Regions from separate parts of the Mus musculus genome. Here region 1 is linked to region 2. The links are chromatin contacts, called in public promoter capture Hi-C maps. All regions are on one chromosome and are shown on one strand. The core of a region is the stretch at or near the end of the contact, and the rest is flanking DNA. Distances in the headings are between cores, read along the strand shown. Region 1 holds the start of Trim26 (tripartite motif-containing 26). Region 2 holds the start of Ddr1 (discoidin domain receptor family, member 1).

Evidence for each region. Promoter capture Hi-C pulls out the DNA fragments that hold promoters and counts their contacts.
Region 1: a contact with region 2 is called in a promoter capture Hi-C map of pre-B cells, with 4 times the contacts expected there. The contact joins the promoter of Trim26 here to the promoter of Ddr1 in region 2. A contact is called at or near these places in 1 of 39 promoter capture datasets (pre-B cells) and 1 of 115 datasets of contacts at active chromatin or transcription factors (pancreatic cancer cells).

The regions. Positions count from the first base shown.
Region 1 is chr17:36,835,833-36,838,532 of GRCm38.p6, reverse strand. Trim26 (tripartite motif-containing 26) reads right to left here and starts at 1,387. Exons shown (of 10, transcript NM_001025599.3): 1 at 1,269-1,387; 2 at 961-1,068.
Region 2 is chr17:35,699,208-35,701,907 of GRCm38.p6, reverse strand. Ddr1 (discoidin domain receptor family, member 1) reads left to right here and starts at 1,318. Exons shown (of 18, transcript NM_001198833.1): 1 at 1,318-1,477. It overlaps LOC115488883 (a small nuclear RNA gene), which reads left to right and starts at 2,599; the gene lies at 2,599-2,700.

The DNA of each region.
Region 1 (2,700 bases), core at 138-2,637, 1.1 Mb before region 2:
CTCTGAAAACTCTGAAACCAAATCTAAAAACCAATGCAGTGCAGCAACCTGGGTGAGAATATGGAGGGATAAGGTGAAAAGGAAAAGGTGAATAAATATAGTGTGTGGACTTTGGCCAATAATAATGTGTTATTTGTCAATGAAAGGAAATCAGTTGGGAGTTATAGACACTTCACACACTGTTTTCTCAATTTTTTCTGTAAATGTACAACTGTTCTAAAAAAAATTAAGTGTATTCAAAAGTGTGGGCAGATGCCTGTAATCTCTGTAATCGAAGCACTCGAGGCAGGAGGCTAACCTGGGCTGCCATGGTCAGTTTCAGACCATTTTGGATACATGGAGACACCCTGTCGTTGTCATCACCATCGTCATCATTATCAAATTTAAAAGTTGCAGTTTTAAAGGCATTAATGAAAGCTTTCTTTTAGAAAAATATGGGTTTGTTTGTTTGTTTGTTTTAACTTGGGAGGAATACTCTAGGCATCATGAATCCATCTCACTAACAAGGGGTTCAGGCATGCATGAACGAGCGCATGTCATTCTTCCCTTCTTTGAAACACACACAAATGGTTGTGTTGTCAAAATCTGGAATGTACGGGGAATTGTTAAGTGTCTCCTCCTATTCACTTCCCAAAGTTAAATTCATACATTTCTTTTCTTTTCTTTTTTTTTTTTTTGGGTGGGGGTGGGGGTGGGGGTCAAGACAGGGGCTCTCTTTGTAGCCCTGGTTATCCTAGAATTCATTTAGTCTGTAAACCAGACTGGCCTCTAACTCCCAAGCACTGGGTGTAAAGGCGTGCACCAGTCCACAGCCAGGTTTATACTTTCTTTTCCTAAGCTAATTAGGTAGTAAAATCATCAGTGATAACGAACGCACAGCTCTTGGTACAACTAGCTAAACCAGTTTACTCTGAGGATAAATAAATAAAAAAAAAATAAACAGATACATAAATATAAGACCTGCTTCTGGTCATGCAGGGCTCCAAGCCACCAGGTGGAACGTCATCCGGGTCCCGCTCACTTCTGGCTCTGGGGACTGGAAGAGACTGAAGTAAGTCTGGGTTGGACCTGAGGAGGAAGGAACACGGCGAGCTCAGGGCGAAAGGCCCAAAGGCGAGCCGGGGACGCGGCGCTCACGCGAGCTCGCCGTCCCGCGCGCCCGGGCCTGGTTAGCCCTGCCCAGGGCCCGCGGCCGCCTTCGCTGTCCCCACCCGGGTCGCACGGCGGCCGCTCCTCCGCGTCTCCTCACCAGTGCAAACCGCACTCACCCGCGCCGCTCTCCGGGCCGGGTCACTCCTCTCCCTGGAGCTGCTCCGCGGGGTAGGTCCTGAGCAAGCAGCCGGCACCACAGTCTCCCCGCCCAGCAGTCTCCGGGAGCTCCGGGCCCTCCGCCGAGATTTCTCTGGGACCAGCCCTGGGATTGGCTCTTGCCAAACTCCATCCTCCAATGGGAACTTCAGGATTCTTGACGTCACTGATCACTGGGCAAATCCCCAGGCAGCGGCCAAAGAGGTGAAGCGGCCGGGCCCGAGAAAAGGAAAGTGAAATCGGAAGCGGCCAGTGCGTCACGGTTGTCTTCCAGCTGCTGAGGTCGCGCGAGGCCTCGTGTAGGTTAGGGTGCTGAAGCCCCCATAGCTTTCGAGACCCCATTTCTGATTCCCTGCGGTTAGGGGTGGGCTGGGGTGTCTGCAAGGGCTGGGTTTTAGATGGGGTTTCCTCCTCAGGGCCTGCCTCTAACTAAGATCAGACCAGTCTATCAAGTTTTTCCAAGATCCATCACAAATATCATTTTCGAAGCTCCTGGCTAGGATGAACCATTTTTGACAACTAGCCTTCCTTACACAAGGCAGGTGCTGTTCCTGCTGTACAGAACAAAGTAAACACACATACACATTCCACACTCCACCCCACACCACAGTGATAGTTCAGTGGGTAAAGATGCTTGCCACCAAATCAGATGACTGGCTTTCAAATCCCATATCCCCCACATGATGGGACATGAGAACATCTATTCTGGTTGTCCTCTAAGCTCCACAAGCACATGCACTCTCCACCTACGCTAAATAAATAAATGCAAAACATTTAAAGATCCTGGCGCTAGGGAAACCGAGGCATTAGAGTTCAATACCAGCCTGGGCTACGAAGGGGGAATTTGTTGAAAACTGAGAAAAACTACAGAACCTGCAATATCTGGTACTGAGGCCCTCTACAGGAGCTTTGAGAGCCTCCTGCAGCTCCACAGCCAAGGACTCGACCACGCCCACTAGCCTGAAAGCCCTTTTTGCACACAGCTTTCTGCTCTGCAGGAAATCCACAGTTCCTGCTACTTCCAAAGAAGTAGTCCGAGCTGCAGGAGGGCTCCGAGTCCTAAGTCCTAACATTTCACCAACATATGGGGAGTGCTTTTGAGTTTCCTGTGAGCTGTTGTAGGGGGTGGAGCGGAGTTCTGGATGCCTGTGCTCTGGACTTTGATCTCAGCACACCCTAAAATCACTAGATACCTGCTCTTTCAGTTGATATTGGGGGTGGGAGCTTTGTTTTGTTTTGTTTAGAGACAGAGTCTCACTATGTAGCTCTGGCTGTCCTGGAACTCGCTCTGTAGACCAGGCTGCCCATATTCAGTACCGGTTCTTCCCACTCTGCCTGCGTTTCCCTTATATCTACAATAAAAATCTTCTCCATACTTAAGGAATAGTCACA
Region 2 (2,700 bases), core at 69-2,568:
CCTTCAGCAGCTGGAACGTCCCTGGGTTTGTAAACTGGAGACCCAGCCTGCCTTGGCTTCTCCCTAGGGGCAGCTTATCTTCCTGGTAGGTTTTTTGTGTGTACTTGTCTTGGTTTGTTTGGACTTCGTGTCTTTCTTGAGACTCTTTGGAAATGCTTTTTGGGTGTGAGTTTTGAGTCAGTTGGGATGTGTTTGTAACCGGGTGGTGAGACCGGAGACTTTACTGTGACCTGACATTATCCGGGGACTTGGCAGGTATGGGGGGGGGGGTGGCGTTGGAGAGAGGTAGGAATGACAGGTGGTGCTGAATGGGACGGAACACCTCCCACACTCCCACACTAGCTCTGTTGTCCTCCCTGCCTCTATCTCTCCGGTCCATGGCTCAGCAGCTCTCTCCGTTCATTGTCTCCTTGTATCCCTGGGTCATGCGTTCCTGTGCTTTGGGCAGTGTCTTTATTTTTCAGGGCGCCTATCTATCTTCCTCCCCCACCCCCACCTCGTCTTGGCTCCATTTTGCCCTTCTCCTTGCCAGAAGCCAGACTCTGCGGCTTCCACCAGGGACCGAGCTGACTGACTGGGACTGAGGGAGGCTTGCCTGAGAAAGACTGCAGAGTTAGCCTGGATGAAGCAGGGATCCCAGGGGGATCCGGAGCTTGGGGGTTTGAATCTCAGGGATCCTGAGAAGACAGGAGGGAGCTGCCAAGCTGGGGAGAGGTTCTGGAAGAAGGGAACAGAAAAAAGTTGAGACTAAAAGAGTGTGACCGGCTCTCAGACTTGGGGCGCGCGGGGATGGGGGGAGTGATTTAGGTTGGGATCCGGAGGAGGGGTGTGTGCCAAATGGTGACAAATGGGGTGGAGTGTGAACCTAGAGGGTCTGGCTAGACAGGTGAGCCCGGCTCCCTTCCCCCAGCCGGGCTGCAGCTCTCGCTCCGGTGCTGGGCCTGTGGGAACCCGTTCCTTCCTGCGTGCCCTGGGGCCGCTTCTCCGTGCTTCTCTCCCTCTCTCCAGGAACCGAGCCCAGAAAAAGGGGAGGAGGGACGGCGCCAACTCTCCCCACCCCCGAGCCACCGCGCGGGGTCCCTAGGGGGCTTAGCGGGCCCCTGATGGTGCTGCTGTACCCCAGCATCGGGGTGGCGGGGGATGGGCGTGCGGATCACCTAGTGGAGGCTACGCGCTGGGGAGCACTTGCAGGGCGGGTACCGCACTAGGAGAGGAGCGAGGGGCGGCGCCGGGCGTGGGAGCGCGGGCGCCGGGGCGGGAGTACCGGCGGGGGACGGGCGCGGGGAGGCGGCGCCTGGGCGCGATCCGGCCCCGCGCTGGCTCCTCTCCCCGGAACAGGCCCCCGACAGCTGCTCGCGGGAGCCGCCTCCCGACACCCGAGCCCCGCCGGCGCCTGCGCTCCCCTCCCGCGCCCCGCCGCCGAGGAGGCCCCAAGCCGGGGCCTGACGCCCGGGTCCGCCCCGGAGAGCCATGAGAGGTAGGGACTGAGGCGGGGACGAGCAAGAGGCAAGGGGAGCGGGTTGGGGAACCCCAGTTATGTTTGCTGCCCCGGGATTTTGACTCTCCATCCAAAGCAGAGGGTCCTGACTTTCCGAGAAACTATTCCGAAAAGAGAGCGAGGACCTCTCTTTTCTTGGGTGAGGGGAGAACCTAACTCCAAGAGGACAGGTGCGCGCATATGTAGCCCACTGAGTCATCCTATCGGTGCCTACCCCTCAACCTCCGGTGCCATGCTTACGGACATGCTCGGTTAAGCTGCCCAGGCCAGAGGGAGCCAGCCTGACGCCCAACCTACCAGACCAGCCACGCTCCGTGGTTGCCGGGTTGTGCCAAGAGACGAGGTCACCGCCCAATGAGCAACGCTCCCAGGCTCCCTTTCTGGCCAGGCAATTCTTTTCAGCACCCCCTCTCCCAGCCACCGCCCGGCTGGCCTACAACTGAGTGGCTGAGAAGGATGGAGGTGTGTCCAGACTCGTGTGGCACTCACTGTAGGGACAGGTCACACACAGTAGAATGCTTGAGAACAGGGAGAGATGGTCCTTGTTTTTCTTGCTGTTCTTCCCACCTGAGTCCCACCTGTTCCTGCCTGCTCTTGGCTTCCCTCTGGCTCAGTCACTCTGGATGTTTGGGGGTGGGTGGCTCCGTTCTCTGAGGATCCTGTACCTCAGGGCCTGCGTGTGGCTCACTTTGTCTTCTGATTATAGGAGCTTGTGTCTGCCGTTTAGTATTCGCTAAATGGTGAGATCTGACTTTATAGATTACCTCGGGGTTTGTGGCACACACCTGTAATTAGCCTCTGGTGATAAAGAACTGAAGGTCAGCCTTCCTTGGCATCGTAGTTGAACTTGAGACCTTGTCTCAAACAAAACAAAACAAACAAACAAAAACCCCAACCAACTATCTTGCTGTTAGGAGTACAGGTCTTTAGTTCCAGCACTCGAGTGGCAGAGGCAGGAGAATCTCTCTGAGTTCCAGGCTAGCCAGGGCTACACAGTGAGACAACAAAACCCAAGCAACTAACCAGTCCTTCTCCCCGCCCCAAAGCAACACAAAGAAATCAAACGCACACACAGAAGATGTCAAGATCTGTGTGGAGTGGTGCTGGCTTCGGCAACACATATACTAAAATTGGAAAGATACAGAGAAGACTAATGCGGCCCCTATACAAGCATGACACGGAAATTCATGAACGGTCCTTAA